2 separate regions of the Mus musculus genome follow, and region 1 is linked to region 2. Evidence: chromatin contacts called from public HiChIP or PLAC-seq data. All regions are on one chromosome and are shown on one strand. Each heading gives the region's core, a stretch centred on a gene start, on an enhancer-like site or on the middle of the called end of the contact. The rest is flanking DNA. Distances are from core to core; before and after follow the strand shown. Region 1 overlaps Stard10 (START domain containing 10). Region 2 has its middle 20 kb from the start of P2ry6.

Region 1 (6,380 bases), core at 1,520-4,019, 340 kb after region 2:
ATATGGTTTTAGGAGCTGGGGGAGTTCAGCTCCTGGTTTGGCCTTTGCTTCTCGAGGGTCAGTGAGTCCATCTCTACGGGAAGTTGCAGGGCAGGTGGTTTGTAGAGGTGATCCTAAACCTTAGGCCAGGATGGTGATGTGAGTGTACTGCAGGGCATAGGTAAGGCTGGTCAACTAAGGCTTGGTGGTCTATGCCAGCAAGAAAGGCCCCTAGGTGAGCACTCTGAATTCAGGGATAGCTCCGAGGAGTCTCCCTTGACCTGACTGACATAGGAGTCCTAGAAGAAGAGGCCTCCAGAGATGTCCTGGGGAAGAGAGTTCTAGAGAGGTTCCCAGGGCGTTAATAGTGTGTACTATAGGGAAGATGCACTAAAAGGGGGGGGGGACAGTCAGCAGTGGCTGGGGGTGTTGAGGAAACCTTTCTGGCTTGAGGTGCCTGTTTGAGTTGAAGAGAGAGAACACAAAGTTCAAAATGTTAGCTGTGTGGCTCTGGGCTGCTTCTACTTCCTCCTCTGTTTGACGTGGACAGAAGTATCGGTTTGCCTGTGTTCTGGCACTTCAGTTACTCATTCAGTGAACATCACTGGATAGCCTCTCTATCTGGACCCGGGCTGGAAGTAGGGGACAGCCAGGAATTGAAGGGTTCCCAGTTGAACCCAGAGTGGCCACTGAGCCAGCCAGTCCTGGAGTTCAATGCCTAGGTGGTGGCTTTGGGATTGAGGGGAGAGTAGGAGTTTGTCAGCATTCAGAGTGCTCTGGAAAGGTACAAAGAGGAGGTTAAGATGGAGGAGACAGGACAGGGCATTGGAGGAGTTGCCCTGGTTGAGAAAAGGGGTAGAAAGGGATTAGTGAGCTAGGCCAGGCCTTTGGCTTTCTGGAACTAGGGGTCTTATGGTGCCAGGGTTTTGCTGTTGGGAGAGGCTGCACCTGCCTGGGCAGTGGTACTGAGTCTGTGCCAGAGTAGAGGCTGAGGCCAGTGCAGCTTGGGATCCACCCAGAGGGATGAGGAGGGATAGGAAAATGAAGTGCAAACTGTGATCGTGCTGAGGTAGAAGATGGTGGGATGCACGGCCCCTTGTGGCCCTTGCTGTGGCAGTGAGTGGGAGAGTCCAGGTTATGTCCCTGTCGGGGGTAGGGGAGTCTACAGTTCCTAGGCTGACTTAGTGCCCTCCACACCCACTTCCCCAGGCTCCAGCTTTTAAACTTTAACGAGCCTCAGCTCAGTTTCCAGCCGAGAGTGTTTAAAGTTTCAGGAGATGAGAGAAAAGAGCAGTCCTGGAGACAGCTGGGTCCTCTTTCTTCCCTTGTGCCTCTGTGCCTGGCTGGACCACCTGGAGCCAGAGGCCTGGGTACCATGACCCTGGAGACTTGGCTCTCTGTACAGGTCTGAGACCTACACTGGACCTCTCTAGAGTGTTCCCAAAGGCCTGGGTGCCAGGTCACCAACAAGCGTAGATAGGGATAGAATACAGTCACAGCCCAGACCCCTTACCTGGGCAGATGATCATCCTCTGGCCACAGGAGGGACAAAGCTCAGAGTAGGGGTCAGGTTGGCAGTGTTCCCAGCCCTCTCAGCACTCTTTGTCCCCTTGTAGCATGCTTGTGTTGTTGTAGATGCGATAGGTCCCTATAGAGACTCAAAGACATGGGATTGGAGAGTCCCGTGCCAAATACACACTCTTGTCACTTGCCATTAAATGGAGCTTGTGGCCAGTGGCTCAGGGCAGCTGGCACTGTTTTCTGAAGCTGTGTGTGTGTATGTATGTATGTATGTATGTATGTATGTATGTTTTATGTGTATGTGCACATATGCATGCATATGCATATGCCATGGCAGGAGTGTGGAGGTCAGAGGGCAACTTGAGAGAGTTGGTTCTCTCCTTTTGCCATGCACATCCCAGATGTTGAACACAGGCTCTTAGTCTTGGTAGCAGACGCCATCTCACTGGCCCTCTCTGGCGTACCACTGCTTTCCTGTCTTCCAGCCTGGGCTCCCAGAAGGCAGGCATATGCCACATCTCTAGAATCTTTCTGTCCTTGGGCAGGTATACAGTATCTGCACAGGTGGGAAGTAGGGCTAACACCTGGGCCATTTAATCTTATTAGGTTTCTGTCACAATGCTTATCAGTGCTGGCTCCCAAAGGTCCCTTCATCATTCCCTGGTCCCCGCTCTCTGTCTTTGGACCTTTCTAGATGTCCCGGGACTAGGAATGGGTGAGAGGTGATAAGACTTGCTGTAGAGAGAGGCCTCGTAGCTAGAGAGGATCTGCATCCCCGGTGTGTCTCTAGCATGTGTGCATTCAATACATACATTTAATCACGGAGTCCATACATTTAAAGAGTGCATACTTATATGCCAAGGATAGTGTTCTGCGGGAATTTGGCACCAAATCACACTTATCAGACCCTGTTGTTATGAGGTTCATATCCTGTCAGGGAGCCAAGCAAAACAGAAGCAAACAGCTGAAGAAGATACCAGAGGGTGGCTCTGTTCTAAGCACAGGGTAATTTGATGGGGGTGGAGGATTGTGCGTGTGGGTTTCTGTGTATGGAACTGTACTGTGGGTGGCTGTGTGTGATACAGCCTTTGGATGGGCGGACTGAGAGCCCCTCACAAGCAGGTGCAAGGCTCCCCAACCCCAAGCAGGCATCTGAGATGTTTGGGTCATTCCACACTGAATGCATGTGTGTGCCAAGTGTGAGTCTCTGTGTTTCTGTGTCTGGCATTACTGTGTGTGTGAGTCACACCCCCTCACTGCAGGAGCAGCGTTGTCTCTGATCCAATTATGTCTGCTCAGCTGTCTCCTGGCAGCTCCTGCCCCCTAGTGCAGCTCTGCCTCTGCCATGGCTTCTCTTTCCTGCTGCTTCTGAAAGCCTCTGTCTGCCTCTGGCTTCTCTCTGGGTCTCGGGATATCCCTTTTCCAACCTTCTCTTCTCCCTGCCTGGTAACTGCTTGTGTCCCTGATGCTCTGCTTGGTCCTCTTCTCCCCCGCCCCACTCTCTTTCCCCCTTGTCTGGGTTGTGTATTCATTTAGCGAGCCTCCTCTTCTGCTGTCTACTGACTGCCAGCTATTGTGTTGTGGATATGGAGACAGATGAGACCTAGGCCTTCTCCTCCAGAGACTCCAGACCTGGTGGAGAGACGGGGAAAACCTTCACAGGAGTGCTGGGACAGAGACTTGTGCTGAGACTAGTGACCACAGACAGCCTGAAGATGGGAGCAGGGTGTGAGACAGGACTTCCACAGGGAGCGGTGCCTAGGCCTAGCCAGATGCTGGAGGTCTGTGAGCACCTGGATGCAGCAGATGCACACACTAGGCCTGACAGTTGGATTTTATACTGAAGCTTGGAAAGGGAGAGGCTTCTGAGCTTGGCAGTTCTGTTGTCAGTTCCAGGGCTTAGAAACCTCCCCCGTCAGGGGACCGATTGACTGGGAACCTGGAGACTTGAGAGGGGGATATGGATACAGAGGCCAAGCAGGGATGGGGCAGAGAGGGCTTGCCCAGAAGGAAGGCTGTAGTTCACCAGGGCTAGGGAGAAAGGAGAGGAAGGAATTGGTTTAGAGCCAAGCCTGGGTTCCAGGCACTGGAGGGAAGCAGGTACTTGGGACAGCTAACGAGTTTGTGTTGGACATGGGGAACCCAGTGGCTTGGGGACTGAGGTAGAAGTCCAGTGCTTGCTAGATCTTTAGGGCTCCTAATCCACGGTGGTCCCTGACACCAGGGGAGTGTTTGTTGTTATCCGTCTCAGTGTCCAGTTGTGTCTCACATCACCAGTCCCCTGCTCTATCTCATTTTCTTCTACCTCCCCATTATACCTCTCGTTTCCAGCTCCCCCTCCCTCCTCTGTCTCCCCCTGCCCTCATGGTAAGAGCGGAAAGGCAGAAGGATTGAACATGAGGTCAGCCTCTGCAGCCTTGCCTTCTTCATCTCTGCTCAGAGCTGAGCCTGCTGCTGAAGCTGGGGGTGGGGGTGGGGGTGTCCATGGAAGCTGCAGGAGACCAGTGGGAGGGAGGGCACCAGGCAGAGCCCGGATGAGTCACCCAGCCCTGGATGGAGAGCAGCAGAGAAGGGCCTGGGTGGGACTCCACAGGAAGCTCTGTATACAGAAGACACAGCAGGACATCTCTCCTCCACCAGTCTTGGGGATGCCTGAGAAAAGTTGGGTCGCAGTAAGTTGCTGCCAGACAGACCCCTTCCCTTCAGAGGAGAAGGCTGTGAGGACCGATGGCCATTTTCCAGTGAGACTACTGAGGTGGAAGACAGGGACAGAGACTTTTTATTAGGCCGACAGATGTGTGTTCTTTACAGATGTGTGAGCCCTCCAGTAGGCTCACCCCAAGCAAAGGTGGCCCCGAGAGCCCCTCTTCATTCCTCACATGCCCTATAAGCTCCAGCCTCTAGCATGGACAGCCCTCATCTGGCTAAGTGCCAGCCCACCTGGCATTCCCTGGTTCTCTCACGGACTTAGGGATCAGGCTTCGGGGTAGACTTTGGGTTACACTGGCTCTAGGCAGGTTCCTCCATACCCTTTTTTCAAACCGCCATTCACTAAGGGATACTGACTTCCCAGAGAGTGGGCAAAGCTGTCCAGCCACTAGCACAGAGCCTGGTATGGCAGGCACTCCATTAACAGTTGCTGAATGGATGAATGAATGAGCAGGTTGAGTACCCAAGGGACAGCTCCGTTTCCTGCCTTATCCTTGTTCACTCAGGGTGACTCAGGTTACCACATGCGGCTGCATGTGCCTTCTTCCCAAAGCCAGCAGGTTCTGGTTCCCGGCTTGTACCAGTCTCTGCCAAGGGCCTTTTCCCCCTTCCGCCTGGATGCCACCTGCCCATCTGGCTTTCCTTTAAGATTTGGCTTTGCTATGTTTTCCTTTGCCTGTAGGTCCTCTTCCTTCTGTCTCTGCCTTGACCCTGCAGGGTCATCATTGCCTGCTTCCTGCCCTGGCCCAGGAGTGAGTAGCCTAAGACCCCTCTGGTTCTTACTTCTAGCACAGTCTCTTTGGTGATCAGTGGCATACAAGCCAGATACTGCTGAGCATTTCCAATAACTTGTGTCAGCCCACAGTGTCAGGCCTCAGCCTGGGTGAGCCTGGACTCTCAGGTCCAGGGACATGGTCTTAGAGGCTCTGGATAGAACACCTTCAACTTCAACAAGTCCTCCTCCTCCTTTTCCTCTTCCTCCTCCTCCTCCTTTTCCTCTTCCTCCTCCTCCTCCTTTTCCTCTTCCTCCTCCTCCTCTTTCTCTTTCTCCTCCTTTTTCTTCTCTTCCTCCTCCTCCTTTTTTTCTTCTCCTCCTCCTCCTCTTTCTTCTTCTTCTCCTCCTCTTCCTCTTGCCTCCCCCACCCCCACCCCTATCTTGAGACAGGGTTTCTCTGTGTTGCCCAGGCTGTGCTGGAATTTGCTCTGCAGACCAGGCTAGCCTCAAATTTAGAAATCCACCTGCCTCTGCCTCCTGTGCTGGGAATAAAGGTGTGCGCCACCACCACCTGACCTGGACAGAACTTCTAATTAGGAGGACACCAAAATGTGTTTCTTCACAGGTCTTACTATAGCCAGGCTGACATCAAACTAATTTATTCTCCTGCATTAGTTTCCTATGCACTGGGATTACAGATGTGCAAGATGAAACAGTGGATTTAAAAAAAATTCATAAATATTATAGCAAGAGTAAGAATTCAAAAGTTAAAACCTGGCACATGCCCAAAGGTTCAAGAACTAGGTATGCTGAGGCAGGAGGATCACGTAAACTCAAGAGTTTGAGGCCAGCCTGGATAAACAGCAGAAGCCTTGTGGGATAGGGTGTCAGTGCGAGAGAATGAGGGGTGGTATATAGCTTATTTGGTACTTGGTAGAGTGCTTGCCTGGCAGGCACACACATGAAGCCTTCTGTTTGGTTCTCAGAACTTTATAAACTGGGTGTAGTGGTGTAATCCTATGATCTCTGTACTGGGGAGGTGCAGACTGGGGGTGGGAGGGCAGAAATTTGAGATGATCTTTGGCTATGTAGCAAGTCCAAGGCCAGCCTGGTCTACATGAGACTGTCTCAATTTTTTGTTTGCTTGTTTGCTTATTTTTAATAAAAAACCAGACCAGACCAAACCAAACCAGACCAGACCAAACCAGACCCTGGTTTCCCAAAGGGGCCATCCCACACCCCTTCCAGCTCTTTTCTAAGGGTGCAGGTAATCCATGCGTTGTTGACACCATGCGCAGTTTGTGTGCTGTTGTGTTCATTTAAATCTGCATGGGTAGATGTTGCTCACATCACTGGAGTTATTAATTCATGAACAGTTCTGGCAGCTGCTTTCCACCAGGCCTGCTCTGGGCTCTGAGGGTTTGCCCCCCTCCCCCGTCCTGGGGGTGGGGCAGGG
Region 2 (6,944 bases), core at 3,248-5,747:
ATAGGATCTTCTGGATCTGTAGGGGTTGGAAATGGAACCTGGCTCCTCTGAAACAACAGTCAGTGCTCTTCACCACTGAGCCATCTCCCTAGCCTGTGAGTTGGAGGCAGGAGAATCAGGGCTTGGAGATCACCTGATGACCTTTGGGCTCTGCAGTTGAATGCAAGGATGTACTAATTACTTTTCTGTTGTTGTAATAAAATACCATGAACAAGGCAATTCATGGAAGAAAGAGGGTTTTGTTTGTTTGTTTTGCTTTTAGTTCCAGAGGGATAAGAGCCCAACATGGTAGGGAGCAAGTGGCAGACATGGTGGCAGAAGCTGAGTTAGAGAGCAAACTGAGCCCTCAAAACCTGGCTCCAGAGATGTGTTTTCTCAAGCAAATCATCATCTCCCTATAACCTTCCAGACAATGCCATTAACTGGGTACCAAGTTCTCAAATGCCTGAGCTATAGAGGACATTTCTCATTCAGATCACCACAGTGTGTGTGTGTGTGTGTGTGTGTGTGTGTGTGTGTGTGTGTGTGTGTGTGTGTGTGTGTGTGTAGACAGAGAGAGAGGTGTGTATCTATATACCACACCATATGTGCTAGCTAGTTTTGTGTGAACGTGACACACACTAGAGACATATTAGGGAAGAGAACATCTCATCTGAGAAAATGCCTTCATAAGATTGACCTGTAGGCAAATGTGTGGTGCATTATTATGATGTGGAAGGATCCAGACCATTATGAGCAGGGCCACCAACCTAGGGGTGGTGCTATATAAAAGTACTATAAAACAGCCAGATTTGCAAGCCATGAGGAACAAGCCAGTGAGCAGCACTCCTCTTTGGTGTCTGCTTCAGTTTCTGTCTCCAGGTCCTGCCCTGCCTTCCCCTCATGATGGACAGTGGGCTGTAGGGAGCGATGAACCCTTTTCTCTATGGGTTGCTGTTGGGCTTAGTCTTTATCACAGCAATAGAAAGTAAACTAAGACACCATACACACACTCGTACATACACACACACCACACATACACACACACATATACAACACACATATACACATACCCCACACACATACACAGCACACACATATACAACACATATGCAACACACATAGATATACACACATGCATACCATATACATGCAATATATACTCACACGCCACACATACACACCACACATATACTCACAGATACACGCATACACAACACACTCACATATACAACACACACACACACAGCATACACACATGAAATGCATATACACACCAAATGCACATACACACCTTTATGAAATAAAAACACAAAATAAATTATTGTTGGATGTGGTGGTTCATGCTTGTAACCTCAACACTGAGGAGGCAGACACAGGAGAATCAGTAGCTTAGGGCCAGCCTGGGAAACATAAGACACCGTGAATAATAATAATAAAACAACAGCTTTTATTATCAATATATTATATTGTGTTACTATAATACTATTATCTATTAGACAATAAATAAAATAATTTAAATAAACAGCTTACTGTTTTATAATAATGTTGTTTTATATATAACAATTTCCTATTTCTCTGTATAATTTATATATACAATATTATGTTTTATATATACTGTATTATATATAAAATAGTAATATATTATATGAAAATATATACTGTTATATATTTATATATAATATATACACATGTGTATGTTATGTGTGTATGTATTGTGTGCATGTGTTATATTCTATGTCTAATAATAATTATTATTTTATGTATTATTAGTATTAAATATACTCAAGAGGCCACAGCAGAAGAATTGCCTTGTGTGTGAGGCCAGCCAGGGCTACATAGTGAGTTCCAGTCTCGTGTGGGCTATACAGTAAGATCCTATCTCAGGAAAAAATCAAATGACTCTTCTTTTGAGCCTGCCCACACCAGTGCTCTTACTTTCTTCCTGAAAGTTTTATCTAAGTTTGGTGGTGGTGGTGGTGGTGGTGGTGGTGGTGGTGGTGGTGGTGGTGGTGGTGGAGAACACCTTTAATCCCAGCACTTGGGAGGCAGAGACAGAGAAGCAGGCAGATCTCTGAGTTCTAGGCCAGCCTGGTCTACAGAGCGAGTTCCAGGACAGCCAGGGCTACACAGAGAAACCCTGTCTTGAAAAACAAAACAAAACAAGCAAATAAAACAAACAAAGTTTATCTTCTCTTAACCGTCATGCTTAAAATCTGTGCTAAGGGTTGGCAGATGGCTCAGGGGTAAAGGTGTCTGCCCTGTGCTCCTGGAAACCTGAAGCTCCCCTCATATAAAGGTGTGTGTGTGTGTGTGTGTGTGTGTGAGAGAGAGAGAGAGAGAGAGAGAGAGAGAGATCTTCATTCATAGCTATCCTCTGGCAGCTTTACACACCCTGCCCTCAACAATTAATGAAATCTGTTAAAATGCCTTATAATAAATTCCAACTATGCTTCATTAAGCAAACAAGCAAAACCCCAAAGATCTGGGGCTATAACTCAGTTAGTAGAGCATTTGCCTACCTTGCACGAATTTCTGGGTCAAGCCCTGAGACCACAGGCTTCATGATGTCTATCTGCAGTTCCAGTCCCTGGGAAGTCGGGGAAGAAAGACCACAGGTTCAGCATCCTCTTTTGCTACATAGGCCAGCTGGGATACACGATGCCCCATCTCACAATGAAAAATAGACAAAGAAGCAGAAACCTAGACTTTTCTCATCACTTTTTGCTCTAATGTACTTCTAATAGGAGAAATATTAGGCCTCTTCCTTCTAATTCCCTTTGCAGAAAAATGTGCTTGTATGCTAGCAAATCAAAAACTGTACTGTGTGGTTTTGTTTGTTTTTATTTAAACATTTCATTTTAAGACAGGGTCTTGTTATATACCCCAAGTAGGTTTCAAATTCACATTGTAGCCCAAGCTAACCTTGAACTTCTAATCCTCCAGTCTCAGCCTCCCAAATGCTGTGGTAACAGAGGCTCTAAGGCCTCTGTTTTTGGGTGTAATCATGAGTTTCTCTGTACATTATCATATCCTACCATTATAAGAAGCTAGGCGAGCGTCTGGAGAGATGGCTCAGCTGTTGAGAATGCTTGTTTCTCTTGCAGAGGGCCCAAGTTTGGTTCCCATCCTCTGTGTCTGGTGGTTCACACTGCCTGTCACTCCCAATCAGGATCCAATGCCCTTTCTGTGTGAAAATGGCAAAAGGAAGAAAGATATGGTCTGGGTGGTGGCAGTGCATGACTTTAATCCCAGCACTCTGGAGGCAGAAGTAGGCAGATCTCAGAGTTTAAGGCCAGCCTGGTCTACAGAGTGAGTTCTAAAGACAGCCAGGGCTACACAGAGAAACCCTGTCTCAAACAAAACAAAACAAAACAAAACAAAACAAAACAAAACAAAACAAACAGAAGAAGGAGGAGAAAGGATATGCCTCACTTGATTTAAGCATTACATAGTATATACAGTGCATTAAAATTATTACATGAGGGGCTGGTGAGATGGCTCAGTGGATAAGAGCACCCGGCTGCTCTTCCAAAGGTCCGGAGTTCAAATCCCAGCAACCACATGGTGGCTCACAACCATCTGTAACAGGATCTGACGCCCTCTTCTGGAGTGTCTGAAGACAGCTACAGTGTACTTACATATAATAAATAAACAAATCTTTAAAAAATTATTACATGAGATTTAAATATATACATATACATATACATATACATATACATATACATATACATGTATATATATGCACGTGTATTGGTTTTTTGAGAAAGCAATCTATATAATTTTATGTTCATAGGGGAAGAGAATTATGAGCAGCTGGTTATGTCTGTCTCAGTCCACTGTGGGTCTTACCTTTAAAATTTTTTTAACTTAATTTATTTCAGCGCTGAAGACTGACTGCAGCCCACATGCTTGCTAGGCACTCTTTCACTAAGCTGAGTCCCCAGCCCCTAAAGATGTTTTTATTTTCGTGTGTGTGTGTGTGTGTGTGTGTGTGTGTGTGTGCGCGCGCGCGCGTGTGCATGTGCTATTTCACAAGGAGGCCACAGGAGACCATCACTTTCCATCTATTCTACTTGGCCTTATTTCCTTAATACTGTGTCTCTCACTGCATCTAGGCTGGCACCAGCAAGCCAGTGATCCCACTGGCTCCATGTCCCACCGAGCCGGGGTTACAGATGCATGTTTCTCAAGGGCAGGTCCTTGGGCTTGTGTAGCAGGCATTCTTAACCACTGAGCCATCTAGTTACAAGCATTAGTTATGATTTATTTATCCTTCCCTTTGTCTTTAGACTATGTCTCCCTTAGGAAATTATTAACTCTAGAAAAAATAAAAAGTTCTACAAGAAAGAGAATGTAGTCACCGGACTCTGTAAGATGTGGCTGGGAACAGTACTTTCAACATCATAAAACTGTGATCAACAGTTAACTGCAACCCCCCACCCCCACCCCGCCCTCGCAGGAGGGCAGGGTAGAGGGGAGGGGCCTGCAGACAAAAGCTAGCGGGGTGGGGGTGGGGTTGGAAAACCAGTGCCTGGATGGCAGGGTGCTGAGTGCAGAGCGCTCTGCCCTCCTCAGGGACACCGCTCAGCTGCTCTCACTTCTCTGGCCAAGACGGAGGCCCATTTCCTAGTCTACTTAATAACGGGCAAATAATCTGGCGTCTGCTCAGCTCAGCCCATGGTCTTGGAACAAATGGACCCAATTAAAAGGCCATCATAAGGGAGTTCAGGGAAAGAGGAAAAAGTCATTGATCAAATCAACTCCCAGCTGCCCTGGGACTGGCTTGTGAGTGGAAATAACAAGAGTCCTTCCCCTCCCTGTGTTTCGCGTCCTCTCTTAAACCCAGAGGCCTTCTCACTGTTTGGGCTCCTCCTCACGCCCTCCCAACTTCCAACCCCTTGCGGTGGATAAGCTGTAAGGCCTCACCAGACTTCATCAAGATCTTGGGTTCAAGCTGGGCCTTTGCCTATGGTGCAGGTCTGTAGTCGCTTCCAGAGAGGTGGTGTGTGTGTGTGTGTGTGTGTGTGTGTGTGTGTGTGTGTGTACGTGTGCGTGTGTGTGTGTGTGTAGGAGAATCACAAGTTCAAGGTCATCCTTAGCTATAGGAAAGCAAGTCTAGGAGAGACCCTGTCCCAACTGAACAAAAACAAACAGATTCTAGGCTGAGGACATGCTCAGTAGGTAGAGTGGTTTGTCCAGATGCACGGAGCCCTTGGTCCAGTTCCCAGCACTGCATAAAACTAGGCATGGGAGGCGCATGTGTAAAGTCCAGAACTAAGGAGGTAGAGGCAGAACATCCAAATATTAGTGTTATCCTTGGTTACATGGCAAATTTGGGATCAGTCAGGGATGTACCAGACCTTTTCAGAAAAGAAATGAAAAGAGCAACATCGCTACCACCCCCACCCCGCTTCCAGTCCTTCCCACTCTGGATTCTCCTCCCACAACAGTCATCCCTCTTAGTACACCATATAATTTACAATTAATATTATTGATTGTTGCTCCCCTGCCTTTTAGAGGCAGAGGCAGCATCTGTGACCGTTTTTATTCACTAGCAATTTATTTACAATGTATATTGAAAGCACCTGATACATAGTAGGTTTCCTTTTTCCTTTTCTTAATCTATCTGTCTTTTATTTATTTATTTATTTATTTATTTATTTACTCACTCAGACAGAATCTCTCTATATAGCCCTGGCTGACTTGGAACTTGCTATGTAGATCAAGTTTGCCTTGAACTCAGAAACCTATCTGCCTCTGCTTCCTGAGTGCTGGAATTAAAGTCATGTGCTACTAGGTATGACACATAGTATTATTGTTACTATTATGGTTGTTGTTATTGTTGTTGTTGCTATCATTATTATCAGAGGGAACTTATATTTAAGAAAAAGGTGAGAAAGAACTCCCAGGAGTGCACAGAGTCCTGGGCTCCTGAGAGCGGGCTTTCAACTGTTTGTTTTCATCTCCCATGTGGATGTGGGGGATCGGACTCTGTCATGCTCAGCAGCCAGGGCCTTTGCTGGCTGAGCTAGTCACCTTCCCTTTTGTTTCCTTCCTTTCCTTTCTTTACACAGGCTCCATATAGCTCAGGCTAGTCTCACATGCTCTGTAGCTGAGGATAACCTTCAACTTCTGACCTTCCTGCCTGTGCCTCCCCAGTGCTGGGACCACAGGTCTGTGCTACCACAGCTCCTATTTTTAAATTTACTTTGTGAAGAGGGCATTAATGTCTCACGAGTACCGTCTGGTGCTAATTAACCTGCAGGAGTTTACCCAGTGTGATGGCTGGCACTGAATCACTCAGGAGACATACCTCTGGACTTGTCCTTGAGGGCATTTCCAGAGAGGAGTCACCGAGGTGGGAAGATCCATCTTGAAGGTGAGTGTCACTGTCTCACGGACTGGGGTCTCACACTGGATGACAAGGAGAAAGGGAGCTGTGTGCCAGCATTCATCTCTGTGCTGTGTGGCTGCAGATATGATAGATGTGACCCCTCTTAAACTGTGGACCTCAGTGTATCCGCTCCCCTTACATTGCTGTTGTAAGGCATTATGTCACAACAGGAAATAGCCAATGCATCCAGTGTATCTCATTCATTCCTCATTGCAAACTGCATTCATTCATTCATTCATTCATTCAGAAAATAGTTGTGTGGCACCTACAAGCCAGGCAATGTTCTGGACACAGAGAGAGGCAGTTCTCTCTGGAAACTTCTTATTCCAGCAGGACAAGGCAGATGTTGAGGATGAAGTATTGACTGAGTACAATTTTGCCTTTTTATATAATGAGGAAACAGATGCCTAAGGTCACGTGATTAATGAGGTATATAAATGTCACAGATGCAAAGAAATGGCATGGAGTAAGAGCTGGGGCTCAGATTCAATGCTATATGATGTGACTTGAGGGGTTTCCATCTGTCTGTGGGTCAGCAAGGAGTTTCCATCTGTCTGTGGGTCAGCAA

The links. HiChIP or PLAC-seq counts read pairs in DNA pulled down with a chosen protein or histone mark.
Region 1: a FOXA1 HiChIP or PLAC-seq map of pancreatic cancer cells shows a contact between it and region 2. The contact joins two enhancer-like sites. A contact is called at or near these places in 20 of 39 promoter capture datasets (the 3T3-L1 cell line, 3T3-L1-derived adipocytes, the C10 cell line and 11 more), 1 of 15 datasets of contacts at CTCF or cohesin (the NIH/3T3 cell line), 1 of 484 Hi-C or Micro-C datasets (bone marrow-derived macrophages), 14 of 115 datasets of contacts at active chromatin or transcription factors (bone marrow-derived macrophages, craniofacial prominence, embryonic basal ganglia and 11 more) and 1 of 9 other capture datasets (liver).

What each region holds. Positions count from the first base shown.
Region 1 is chr7:101,326,277-101,332,656 of GRCm38.p6, forward strand. All of the region lies in intron 2 of Stard10 (START domain containing 10), which reads left to right. Among named protein-coding and RNA genes, the nearest start is that of Gm20476, 3.6 kb to the left of the region's middle. Within about 2 kb of position 2,770, at least 87 of the 459 cell types and tissues checked have an H3K27ac peak or open chromatin away from gene starts, as enhancers often do. A contact at or near this core is called in pancreatic cancer cells, where this site is marked.
Region 2 is chr7:100,980,499-100,987,442 of GRCm38.p6, forward strand. No RefSeq gene overlaps it. Among named protein-coding and RNA genes, the nearest start is that of P2ry6, 20 kb to the left of the region's middle. Within about 2 kb of position 4,498, at least 81 of the 459 cell types and tissues checked have an H3K27ac peak or open chromatin away from gene starts, as enhancers often do. A contact at or near this core is called in pancreatic cancer cells, where this site is marked.